Regions from separate parts of the Muntiacus reevesi genome. Here region 1 is linked to region 2. A link is a contact called in public Hi-C data. All regions are on one chromosome and are shown on one strand. The core of a region is the stretch at or near the end of the contact, and the rest is flanking DNA. Distances in the headings are between cores, read along the strand shown. Region 1 holds the start of FBXO34 (F-box protein 34). Region 2 holds the start of MAPK1IP1L (mitogen-activated protein kinase 1 interacting protein 1 like).

Evidence for each region. A called contact is a pair of places that touch in the nucleus more often than the background predicts.
Region 1: a contact with region 2 is called in a Hi-C map of muscle, with 7 times the contacts expected there. The contact joins the promoter of FBXO34 here to the promoter of MAPK1IP1L in region 2. A contact is called at or near these places in 2 of 3 Hi-C or Micro-C datasets (blood and muscle).

What each region holds. Positions count from the first base shown.
Region 1 is chr7:65,218,432-65,225,683 of mMunRee1.1, reverse strand. FBXO34 (F-box protein 34) reads right to left here and starts at 3,818. Exons shown (of 2, transcript XM_065941104.1): 1 at 3,680-3,818.
Region 2 is chr7:65,007,167-65,013,633 of mMunRee1.1, reverse strand. MAPK1IP1L (mitogen-activated protein kinase 1 interacting protein 1 like) reads right to left here and starts at 5,084. Exons shown (of 4, transcript XM_065940055.1): 1 at 4,937-5,084.

The DNA of each region.
Region 1 (7,252 bases), core at 2,569-5,068, 210 kb before region 2:
TGGCAGAGAGTACCCAAAACTGCTTGCTGTATGAGTAAAACCCATGCTTGATAGTAACATGATGCATAAATAGAGTCTAGTTTCACATTTAAATCTACACTGTGTTGAGGGTTGAAAAATGTTTGTGCTAAGTTTCCAGAGCTGAACATTTAAAAAGGGAAGAACTGGAGCCTCTTCTGTGGAAAGCAAACTAGAAGATGGACCCAGAAACAAAAAGGTGATGAAACTCTTTCAACTGACTTTAAGAAACACCTACATTTAAATCATTAATGCAAATAAATAAATAAATCATTAATGCTTTCCCCAGATAATACAGTATGTTCATCAGCTTCAAAGTACCATAAAGATGAACTAAAGGGGGTGGGGGGGGAGATAAATTATGCATGGGTAAGAATTGACAGGAATTCAATTTCCAATGACCTAAATGCATTTGGAGTTCATTTGCTCTTTTTTGTTATTGTTGTGTCCAAAGGACTGCAGATTATGCACTTGCTGAATTTTGCCTTTGTCACACATGACCTAACAAGGAAGGCATTCATTCTACCATAGTAGCTTCTCTCAAGTGTCTGGTTCGAAACAGCTGCAAATTTTGGAAGATAACACTGAATGATGTCTCTAACCATTAGTATGTTCTCTCCCCAACAAGTATGAAAATAAGATTAAGGGTTACTAGAGTATCAAAACTGCACAAATTAAACTGGCTGAGCATAAATTTATTAGAAAATGAAGTAAAAAAATGTGTATAAGAATTTTAATTCTATGTGTCAATAGAATAATTGAAACAATAAACATATCCTAAAGAATTTCTAGTACTTTTACTGTTTATATTTGCTTTTATCTGTCAGAAAGATGCTTTATCACTAATGATTGGCTAACTTAGTCCCTTAAATACAGCAACTGGATAAAATAACAAAAAAATACCTATCTCAAATAAATTTCCATTTATAAGAAGTAAAAATTGCTTTTGAGTCCCGAAACTGCAAGGCCTGGGTGAAAAATAGCCTGCCCAAAGTAGAAACAAACTGTAAAAATGTTTACGTGTTATGGCTTGTTTAGTTATACAACTATTCAAAGCTTTTTTTTTTTTTATACTTTTCATTGTCTCTCAGTCATATCAGAATACATGAAGACCTTTATTCACCACCTATCAACTCATTTTCCATAAAAAAAAAAATCATTAAATTGCTAAACACAATGGGTTGGTGGGGGAATGCACTGCCAAGGAGAAGCTATTTTATAATCATCATTTATGTGTCTTTCAACTTATACACAGTTTGACTTTCACCCCTTCCCACATACACTAGTACATTTAATTTGCACACATCCATGTGGCCTCCCCCAGAAAGGCTCATTGGAAAAGATACATTAAAAGTGTCCTTTTTGTACCTCCTTCAACTCCATTACATAATATCTTGTCATGATCCTTCCATTTTAAAATGTAGCTTGGTTAACACCCTCAAAATTAGCAATTTCACTGTTAATTTGGTGCTTATCAGTCTTGAGGATCCAAAAAACCAAATTATGTCTTCAGAGCCTTACCACTGTCACCACACAATTCCTAATGTTTTAAAATATGTATATCATAATTTTCAAATAGTACACACAATACTGTAGAATGTCCAAAGTATGGTGAGTATTAAAATAAGATTTTCAAGAACATCTTGTTTTGTAAACTTCCAGTCAAATCTAATAGCAATTAACAAGGGTAAATTTCTGCTTTCATTTTCTGTGTAAACATAGAAACACAGCACAAATTCCACCAGCATGCTGATGCAAAATCTAGGGACACAATACCTTTTCAATCACCTTTAAAGAGCAAAGAAGAGAAGGAAGTATTAACAACAGAAAACCCCTAATAAGTCAAGGTCAATGAGGAGGGACTGAGGACTCCCTTCCTAGTTTCCTGCTGAAGACACTAAACTGCAATTATGCTTCAATTTTAGCCATCCACCTCTCTCTCAAACTGCTGCTGCTGCTGCTGCTGCTGCTGCTGCTGCTAAGTCGCTTCAGTCGTGTCCGACTCTGTGCGACCCCACAGACGGCAGCCCACCAGGCTCCGCCATCCCTGGGATTCTCCAGGCAAGAACACTGGAGCGGGTTGCCATTTCCTTCTCCACCTTTCAAACTAGATCCTATTTAAATGGCTTCATAGAGAGGAAGAAATGATAAGCGAAAGTACTGATATGCTGCAATACTTGAAGCTAGTAACAGCAGGTCTAGCTCCTCTTCTAACCTGATCTCTTTGGAAAGCTTCGGAAGAAAAGCAGGATTTACAGAGAAGGCATTTTTAAAAATTCTGTAGTTTCCTATTTGCAAGCACTACAGACAAAATTTTAGTTACTTGTCCAGGCAAGCAGTTTCTGGTATATGTTATTTTACTGTTACACCCAGTCTTAGTAGGAAAACAAGAAAAAGCCTTTTTGGTGAGCTATAGCCGCAGGAAACCCTCAATTATCCATGGGTAGGGACAACCTGGATAAATTAAATCCCCAGGTAATTATTATTTAACAATAATATTGAGTTAATTCAGACCTCCTCCTTTCCTTTTTACAAAAGAAAAAGTTGACTTAAAAGCCACTCTCTTCCAGGCCACTCTCTTAACAACAAAAAAGCAAATGGGGAGATAAATTATTTCAAAATTGTCTAGCAAGAAAGAGTAAGGGAATCATCAGCACTCAAATTGGTTCTTTTTCAGCAATTCCAATCACAAGCTATCAAACTACGAGTTTAGCTTTCTGAAAAGCATTTAAATCAAACACCCACCATCCACCTCCACCGGAAAAAAAAAAAATCCTCCTGATTGAGATTTTCCTAAATCAAATGGGTCTTATATTGAACTGTGTAACAATGCTTGTTCGAAATGAAGTTAAAGAACTTGACAACTACTACATTAAAATGGTAAAAGGCTGATATCGAACAACTTTCGATTCAAATTCTCTGGGACCCCAGGCGTTGACAGAAGCTTGAACTTCCCTTTTTTCCCCTCCCGGTCCTCCCGGCCCTTCTGCGCGCCAGGGTTCCCACCGGGGCCTGCAGTGACATCACAGCTCATCTCCCCGTAACCCCTGACGTCACAGACACGCGGACCCACAACACTGTGACTTCATCGCGGACTGGGGCGGAACCGCAGTCGACCTGCACCAGCCCAGAGGCCAGAGAAGCCTCCGAGCCTCCATCCTGCCCGGTCCCCAAAGAAGGTTAAGGACAGGCGCCAGCTCACCTGCGCTGGGACCGGGAAGGACGGAGCGGCCGAGCCCTGGCGGGCGCGACCGAGCAAAACAACCCCCACCCAGGGCCCGACTTCCTCACCGGCCGCCAGTCCCGGGGGTGGGAGAGACGATCCCGAAACTCCTCACGGCCTATCCCGGATCTCCTCGGCTTCAGCCCAGACCCGGGACCCCGTTCCCGCCCGCCGGCCCGCCTGACCCTCCGAGCCCCGCGGGGGCGCTCAGCGCCCGGCCCGTGTGCAGGCGGAGGCCGTCCCCGGACAAGGTGCAGGCCACCGAGTCCCTGCCCCAGACCGAGCCCCGGAGCGGCGGGCGGCACCCCCGCCCCCACCCGCCCGGCGCCCCAAGAGCGCAGGCGGGCGGCGGGAGGGGGCGGGGAGCGGCCACGGTGGCCGCCGCCGGACCCCGACCGCGCTGCCCTCGCGCCACGCCCCACCCCGGCCCGGACCCACCTGCGCTCCTGCCCCGGCCGGAGCCTGGCCCGGGGCTGCACACCCTATACAGCCGCGGCGGCGGGAGGCCTGGCTCGCTCCGCACCGCTGAGACAGACCGAGCGCCCAGCGCGGCGCGGCGGAGCCCAACGCTCGCCCCGAAACCCATTTGTTTGGCTAAAACGGCGTGACGTCACGCGCCGGCCCAATCGACGGTTGGCCAGGGGAGGGGCCGCGGAGTCAGGGTCACAACGCCCCCTGCCGGGGTTCTGCGGCACTTCGGGCGCTGGGGATTCAGAGTGGGGGACTTAAACAGGGAGAAAACCGGGTGAGGCTTCTTCGGGCCCCCAAGTGGTGAGTGAAAGCTGGAGCACGACCTGTAGAGAAAGGACTCAACCCCTCAAGCTAGCCAGAATGGTAGTAAGCCAGGGTTCAACAGTCAGTAGCAATGGCAAGTCTGTTAACACTCGTGGGTGGATGTGGGTGGAACTGTATAAATGGTGTTAAATCACTGGTAGATAACCTGGTAGACTTGGGTTCATAGTTTGGTTCTGCTACTATCTGGGGAAGCTGGGCTTCAGAGCTCTTATTTGTAAAATGAAGGGATTGGGAATGTCCGTTGTTTTTTTCTATACAAATAAAGGCAGGAGGGCGTGAGTGCATGCCAAGTCGCTTCAGTCGTGTCTGACTCTTGTGACCCCACGGACTGTAGCCCGCCAGGCCCCTCTGTCCATGGGAATCCCAGTAAAGAATACTGGAGTGGGTGGTCATGCCCTCCTCAATGGCAGGAATACCTACCAGCAATTTGATAAACTTTGAGGTTGACGGTCTCAAAATGTGATCTTTAGAAGAGTAAGGGATTGTAAATGATGATTACAAAAGAGGTTTTGGGTACTTTATTTAATACTTTCAAATGAGAGTGCCAGTCCCTATTTGATACTCAGCCTTTAAACTGATAATTGTGTTCACTGTAAAAATAATTTTGACCACATCATAAAACATGAGGACAATAAAAGAAAAAAACTTCACCCTAACACAGGCACTCAGCATTCAGCTTATTTTCCTTCAGACATTTTCTCATGCATATTTATTTTACAATGTTGTGCTCATGGTGTACAAACAATTTTGGATCCTTGTTGGTTTGGGGTGCTTTTTTGTTTTTTGCGTTTATAATTTTTTTCTAGTTCTACGTAAGCTTCATAAACACTTCAGAAACTGTAAAGTTATATTAAGTGAACATACAAAATCTACCAAATTCTTCATTCTCAGACTTATTTCATCTATGACATTATAAGGAAACTATAGGACATTTTCATGGATGTAAATTTTTTAAGATAAATACCCAGAAATGGAATTTCTAGGTCAAAGAGTATTGCCACTTTTAAAAGTCACGCCTTCATGGTAGTTTGCAGTCACTTTTATGGGTCATTTCTTCCGGGTTTCCTTTGACCATCTTACTTTCCCTGTTTCTGAGTCTGTATTTAGTATTTCTCAGGGTCCTCCCATGTATGTGTGTATCTTTTAGCCATGATGAATTCTAGTCAAGAGACTTATGCGCAGCTGACATCACTAACTATGAGGTTGATGCCCCCCCTCTCTTTTGACCTCCAAGGAGCCTTTTCTGAGCATGGATAGGCAGGGAGTTTTCCTTAACTCTGAAAATGAGGAATATGTGGTCTCTTACCAGTGGCCCTGGTGGTAAAGAACCCCACCTGCCAATGCAAGTGATGTAAGAGAGCAGGTTTGATCCCTAGCTTGGGAAGATCCCCTGGAGCAGCGCACGTCAACCCACTCCAGTGTTCTTTCCTGGAGAATCCCATGGTCAGAGGAGCCTGGCGGGCTACAGTCCATAGGGATGCACAGAGTCAGACACAACTGAAGCAACTTAGCATGCACACGTCTTCTATCTGGAAAGGCCCCAGACTCCTCCATTATCCTGCTTTTATGGAGTTCCTACTGTTCTGGAGTTTTTCTCCTGAGGGGAGAGACTGTTCAGCCTGGAGCCCATCTACCTCCTGCCTCATTATAGAGCCAAACTGAACAAGGACCCCAGAACTCTTAGCATATCACTCACTGTACTGTTCCTGGAAATTGCAGATGGGTTAAAGACACTGAAACTGCAAAAAACACAAATATCAAAATTAAATGACAGTGGTTTCCATGTGGCCAGTACATCTTCATTGTAAGAGTCTGATTAAAGACTGTCTGGTCTAATGCAGTGTTTTTCAAACGGTCTCTGATTGAGTCATGCAGGGATTTTTTAATATTTAATGCATTGTGAACTATTTTGTAAAATGTAGTATAACTGACTAAAACGTCTATAAATGTGAAATTGTTTAAAGCAGCCCAAATTCTTGATTATTAAACTCAGCACACATCAAGTTACTCTGTCAAATTGCTAGTAAAGTTTCTGAAACTCTTCCTCTCATTTCTGCTCTTATCATGGACTGACTCTAAAGCTGCCTAGTAGGCCACACTTTTTGAATAGCACTAGTCTAAGAGAAAAATCAGAGTAGGAGGCAGTGAAACCACTTGAGAAAAATTCTTTGATTCTGTTTCTCCATCTGTACAATGGGAATAAACTTTGAAAAAAGCTAGTAGAGCCAGTGCAATGCTTCACACCTGGGAGGGAGTTCCCTGACCTGCTTGGGTACCAGTGTGGCACAGTGGGGTTGTAGGATTGAAGCAGTGCTGACAGAAGAACAGATTAAGGGACTTCAGGGGGCTCAGCAGCTGAGAAGTTCTAAATATTATAAAGTATTGATATATTACTTTGGTTATTTCATCAATGATTAGAACTTAGTCATCTCAAACCAGCAAGCAAACGTCACATTAAATTAAGACCCAGTTCAATGGACTTGTTTGTATAGACCCAGACTCTCCACTCAGATAAAAACTAAGAACCTATCATGGCTCCTCAATAGCTCACTCCTACCTCAAAAGAAAAACATGTTCTGATCTTCCTCCACAACCCCAAACTCTTAACCCAACCTACTTCTTCCATCAGGACAGAGAAAACCAAAAGGCAGGCTCCATTGGACTTTGTCTCTAGGCCCCTCTCTACTGCAAAACTAGCTTCCTGAGTGTGATTATGATTTTCCCTTCCTAGTTCACTGTATTACCATGAAGCTCAAACAAGTGAGAAAAGTGAAAGTGCTTTCCAAAATTTAAGGTTTACACAGGTTAAGGCATGCAGTTAACCTCTCCTTGAATGAAGTCACTGGAGCATGTGTGAAACACTGGGCTTATGCCCCGGGGTGTGCACAGATGAAGCATGGTGATGGTGATGGGAGACAGCAGAGGCTACTCAGCCAGGAGAAAGAACCTCATTCATGATAAACAGAAGAGCAACTAAAGGGAAACAGAGGGACCAGGGCAGCAAACTGCCAAGAAAGATGAGTATATCTTGTAATTCATTGTTGTTGTTCAGTTGCTAAGTCATGTCCAATTCTTTGCAACCCCATGGACTGCAGCACACCAGGCTTCCCTGTCCTTCACCATCTCCCGGAGCTTGCTCAAACTCATGTCCATCAAGTTGGTGATGTCGTCCAACCATCTCGTCCTCTGTCTTCCCCTTCTTCTCCTGCTTTCAAT
Region 2 (6,467 bases), core at 3,835-6,334:
TCACTTGTTTCAAGTCACAGAGCTAGTGACAAACACTGAGATTCAAACCCAGGTATAGTCTGATTCCAGAACCACCAGGCCACAGAGCCTCCATTATTTCTCAAAGGTACTGTGAACTCTATTCTACTGATCCACAATATAACATTCCATTTTATTAGGGCAGCTTTATACTTTTAAACAAATTTTATGACCCACTATTACTATTTTTTCAGGTTTTCCTGAATATTGTCATGCCTATTTTTTCTAAGTCACTTTATCAAAGAAACAAAAAATCCCAACAGCACAATGATAAAACCTAATTAAATTTACAGATTTAGAGGACATGTGATATATTTAAAATATAAAAATATTCTCATTTGAGAAACAAGGTATATCATCCTGGTTCCCGTCATTGTCATTTAGTATCACTCAATAGTTTTTAAAAATCAAGACTCCTATACATTTTTTGTGAGTTAGATTTCTAAATGGCAAACTTTTTTTCGTGGTTGTAAACTGGGTGTTCCATTATGTTTTCTAATTGACTGGTTGTTCATATACGGGAAGAGCCTTTTAAATTTTAGTGTATTACTTTTGTAAGCAGTGACATTACTGAATTATTTCTGAAAGTCTCTCAGTTCATTCTCTGGAATCAGCAGATAAAGAATTATGCCATTAGTGAAAAATAATTTTACCTTCTCTTTGCATTGTTTATACCTTTTTTCTCTTTTGCATAAGCTAGAATTTAAACAATGAAATTTTAAATAAGATACTGCGAGCACAGTAGTCTTTCCAACTCTCCTGGTAATGCTTACAATGTTTAAATATGATTCTTATTTTTAGTTTTGAGATTTTAAAAAATTACAGTAAGGAAGTTTCTATTTATGCTTATTTTTGCTAGATTTGGTCTCCCCCCCCTTTTTTTGCTAGCTTAAAAAAAAAAAAAAAAAAACCACTGTATTTCTTCAGATTTTTTTGACATCTAATGAGCTGATCTCAGTTTTTTTCTCTGCCCCACGAATACACAATATAGTTATATATATGTTGTTTAATATTGAGCCATTTACAGAGTTTTAGTTCATGTGGTATGGTTATTATGAGGAATGATAAAGAAAATGAACAGGAAGCCTGCTATCACAACAGCTATAACCTTGCTCTTAAATTCATAAGATTAAAAAACACATCATGAATGTAGAGCAAATATATTTATTCATTCGTTTCCATGTTAAGGTTTTATACTAAAAAGTAACTTCACACAATAGTAGATTCTTAGGACTAACACCTGAAAAAAAGTTTATCCATGCACAAATTTAAAGTCTACCTAAAACTAACATTCTTTTCACACAAGGTGAGCTGTTTCGAAACAGAAAGTGGTTCTGTATCAAAGTTCACATTAATTCTGAAGCAAAAAACCTAACTAAGCAACCCATTCAATTTCACCTAGTCTTACAGTTCAGGTTTTTAGAATCACTCATTTCCTTCTTACTTTTTGAAAAACTATGGTTAATTAATCACAGCATTACATTAAAATCTAACTCTGGCTTTCAAAAGTTTAAATTCAACATCAAATCCTGGAAGATAGAGGAGATAATAAAGCCTTGACCAAAGGGATTAGAAAGAGGTCACTTCCTGTTTTACAGCATTGCACTGTAAAGCAACCTGTTTTCCATGCCCAAACAGTATTCATATTAATTGGAAATATTCCAATTTACTATTTGGGGAATACTTTCACCATAAAGTAGTTAAAAAAATAGAGTTGGACATCAATCAGTACTCCAATGTAGAGTACAAGCCACTAGAGTGGACATCGAGACTTAAAAAAAAAAAAAAAAACAAAAACAAAACCAACAAACCAATGGACTGCCAAGAAATCCCCCCAAACCCTAGATTTTCTGGGGGGGGGGACCTCCAAACATATGGATTATGCTAATTAAGGTGAGTCCAATGTGATCTTGAACTACAAAAAAAAAGTTTATAATCAAGGAAGACTTTAACTTTTCATTTTGGAAAAATCTAAAAACTTCCAAAAGTTTCCATTAACACTTTATGGCAACACACATCATGTGTAAAATAATCATTGTATTTTCCGAAGAGCAACTTTAAAACAAGTGTACATAATTTCTTTCAACTAGCATTAGAAACATAAAGTATTTCTGTAACACCTATGGCCTTTAGAATAAAAATAGTAATTCAATCATGGGGAAGTTTTAAAAAGTTGAACCCCATAAATTACTGGTGAGTACTGGACAAGGAATATTTCAAAGGGTCATCAAACTGTAGTACGAGTCAAAAACAGTATGGGACTACACAGTTAGGAAACCTGGACACCAAATCTTTTATCTGAATCTTTTGACAAAGACAGTTTTTAACCAGAGACCATTTTTCTCATTAGTAAAACAGTTACAATTACTGACTACTTCAAAGATAAGTAAAATATCTAAAAATCTACAGTTATAAACAAGATATTTATTAAGAGTCACTAAGGGAAATCAGGATTTTTCCACTGACTTGTTTAGTATGGGGAAGGGATACTGGTAATATATTGTACTGAAAATATAAATTTTGAATAAGCATTTTTATGTGATAGTTTCTAGTATTGGGGTTTATTAGATACACTATTTTACATTTGGACAACTCAAGAAATTGGGGATCTGCATGTTTTTGAACAATTAAAATTACTTAAAAATATGTAATTAAAAAAAATAACTTTTCAACAAGCTCCTGTCAGTCCTATTTTCTACACTCATTCTTATTGGAACGTAAGTGCCAGGTACTGTGTTGGGCCTTGGGGAAATGAATAGTGTTACATGGAATAAACACTTGACTGCCGTTCCCAGTCTGGTGGAGAACTACCATTTAAACAGCAGGCTACCTGGGCTAAGTGCAGGGCACTATAGGAGCACCTTGAAGAGCTCCTAAAGGCATCAAGGCAAGGATTATAAAGGGATGAATCCTGAGGAGTCCTGTCTGCAGTGTGGGAGAACAAAAAGGTAGGTCCTAGGGAAAGGAGCAGTTAGTGATCTGTGGAACATATAAGCAGCTCAGATTGGCTGCAATGTAAAAAGGGGAGGAATATGAAAGCTTCATCCAGAGGGTCTCTAGACCAAAGTTTGACCGTCTCAGAGACAGCTCACCTCAATGAATCTGTTACTTCAACTATAATAATGGGCCCTTAAGGTCAGGACTAAATGGGACTGGTAAATCAAGTGCCTATAATAAAAGTGCCTAGAAAATAAATACATCATCTTCTCTCCCTCGGTGTACCAGCATATTGCAAGCCTGGGGAGAGGGGTCGGAGGAAGTTCAAGAAGGAAGGGACATATGTACATACCTATGGTTAGTACAGGCTGATGTACGGCAAAAACCAACACAATATTGTAACGCAATTATCCTTCCATTTAAAAAGCATTAAAAAAAATATAGGCGTGCACACCAAAAAATATTTCAAACTAGGTAATGCTGCAGTTCACTGGTGGGCTCTGGACAAGCCAAGCTGTGCCAACCTCAGAGGTGAAAGTAGACAGTAGTATCCACCTCACAGATTTGCTGTGAGACTTAAACAATAAACGTCCTGGTCACTGTCTGGCAGGTAGCAAAAACTCCACAGATGTCAGCTTTTGCAAATTGCCATGATAGGTTCGTAAATTTTTATCTGCAGTTCTCAAATCAGAAACCTTTAGAAATGAAAGAAGTGTTCCCAAGTTTGACATAAAACTTACTTGGTGGCAAAACCTGACCTGAGGCTATTTACAGTTTTTATTAATTCCTACCTATCGCTGCGCAAATATTAATGCTGAATTGGGGACGCTGCCCCGACTCCAATGGTGTGATCTCTCATCTTTGCACCTTATCGTCTCTCTAAAATCTAAAGATAAAATTTCAAGATTTCTGAATTCCAAAACACACTGGTCCCAAGGATTTCAGTTAAGGGGCTGTCTCTGGGTCTCCGTTCCTCGTGGAGAGAGGAAAAGGGACATTCCAGTACACATAACTCAAGTTTCTGAAACAAACTAGCTTTGAATAGAAAGTTCAGACACTAGTATTGAGAAAAATTTCTATTCCTCCTGCCCAAAGAGCACTATTCCTAAACAAAGAACTTCTGAAAGACTTCTGAAGTGTACCTTCGCCTATAATGGAGGGTTCGTTTTCAAAACAAACTCACAGGCACCAAATGTAGAAGCGTGTATTTCTTTAGTACCAACCCTATAAAATTTTTTTTTCTTCTGTCAGGTGAGTATGCTTCCATGCTTCAACATTACAATCCCCATTTATTAAAAGCACTACTCTCGGTTTTCAGAAGAAAACGGTCCAAAGCCACCAGGCGCTCCTAAATCCTAAAATAAGGGAGCATTACAGAACTCAACACTCCTCAGTTTGCCATGGATATTCATCTGAATATCTGCTAGGAACTCCTCTAGAAAATGATGACCAAAAAAAAAAAAAAAAACAGATGAGCAAAACCTCATACTGCGAATAATCTTAAACCAGCACCGAAGACTCCTGCAAGAATCTCTTTCAGCCTTCCTCTCCCTTTCATTAGCAATTAATGAGTGGGGGAGGGAGTCGGGGCCAAGGGGCGCCAGGCGAGCAGCCCTTCGGAGCCCAGCGAACAAAAGGAGTCCGGGATTAACCGGAGCGAACCGGCCTCCGAGCGGGTCGCGCCCGCCCGGGAAAGGGTGGGGGAGGGGCCGGGCCCGCTACCGGCCCCGCCCCCCGAGCCAGGCCTGACGTCACCCGCCGAGAAACCCATCGGTAGGACGTCACCCGCCCCCGACGCCTTCTCCTTGGGGGGCGAGCGGGCTGATTGCCCACAGCCAAAAGGAAAACCACGGGGAGAGACTCTTAGCCCCCGGCCTCCCCAAAGAGGCGTCTGAGGCACCTCCGTTACTGTCCCCGCGTCCCGCTTGGGCGGGCTCCCTCGCTCTCCTCCATGACCCCGCTAGCGCCGAGGCAGCCTCACCCGGCAAGATCCGAACTCGCAGCAAGATCTAGAAGCGGCGATGGGTCGGAGAGAACTGGGCGCTGAAGAACCGAGAGTAGCCCGACCAACGGCAGCGGAGACGGAGACGGGGGCGGCAGCAGCACCAGCAGCGCGCGGCTCCTCCTGGCGCCGGAACAGGAAGCGCCGTGCTCGGAACGCGCTGCCCCCACCCGGCTCCGCCTCCCCTCTGGTCGGCGGGGCCCGGCCGCGCGCGCCCTCCACAGGGCCCCGGTGGCACTGCGGCCAGCCGGTCCACGGCTGCTCGGCTGTTTTTCTCTTGGTGGGCGGGAGGAAATCTCCCTGGTTTCCCGGAGTTTTGAGCAGTCTGGAGGAAACGCCAGTGGCGGGTTGCGTTCTGGGCAGCCTGGTGGAAATTGTCTGCTGGAGAGGCTTGAAAGCAAGTTCTGGATTCCCTACACTTGCGGTATTTAGAGTTAGGCCTCGAAGCTGGCTAGGTGTGAATGCCTTCTAACCCGGGGCACGGATCCGTTGGCCAAAATTGTGGCGGGCGAGAAGGCAATGGCACCCCACTCCAGTACTCTTGCCTGGAAAATCCCATGGATGAAGGAGCCTGGTGGGCTGCAGTCCATGGGATCGCTGAATCGGACACGACTAAGCGACTTCACTTTCACTTTTCACTTTCATGCATTGGAGAAGGAAATGGCAACCCACTCCAGTGTTCTTGCCTGGAGCATCCCAGGGATGGCGGAGCCTGGTGGGGTGCCGTCTATGGGGTCGCACAGAGTCGGACACGACTGAAGCGACTTAGCAGCAGTAGCAGCAAAGCAACAGTGCAAAAGAGTGAATACGTTTGCAAATGGCTTGACAAATTGATATTAACAAAAAGAATGGATATCTTTGCAGGTTTTTTCTGTTCAGTATTTTTTTCTTTCCTTAGTTCAGTTTCAAATAAACCTTTACGTACCTACTCTGTGACAGACCCAAAAGGTGATTGACACATGGCCCCAGCGGTCAGGAAATGTGCTAACAATGAAGATGTCATAATTACGTGTTGTGCAAAATATACATATATAACACGTACATATGTTTTAGTGTAAAAATTAAAACGTATGCAGTATTCTTAGATTTTATTTTCACTTGCTGTTAGTGGATTGGTGGGTGGACGTTTTACTATTAGCTTCTTAAAAGACCTGAGTTTATTCCACAGCACACGTAATTCCCATACTGAAAAATGAGCGATAGAGAAACTCCAAATATTAATACTTAAGCCTGTGGAAAGTGAAAGAGGAGAGTGAAAAAAATTCATGGCGAATAGATGGGGAAACAGTGACAGACTTTTTTTTTTTTTGGCTCCAAAATCACTGCAGATGGTGACTGCAGCCATAAAATTAAAAGACGCTTACTCCTTAGAAGGAAAGTTATGACCAACCTAGACAGCATATTAAAAAGCAGAGACATTACTTTGTCAACAAAGGTCCCTCTAGTCAAGGCTATGATTTTTCCAGTAGTCATATATGGATGTGAGAGTTGGACTGTAAAGAAAGCTGAG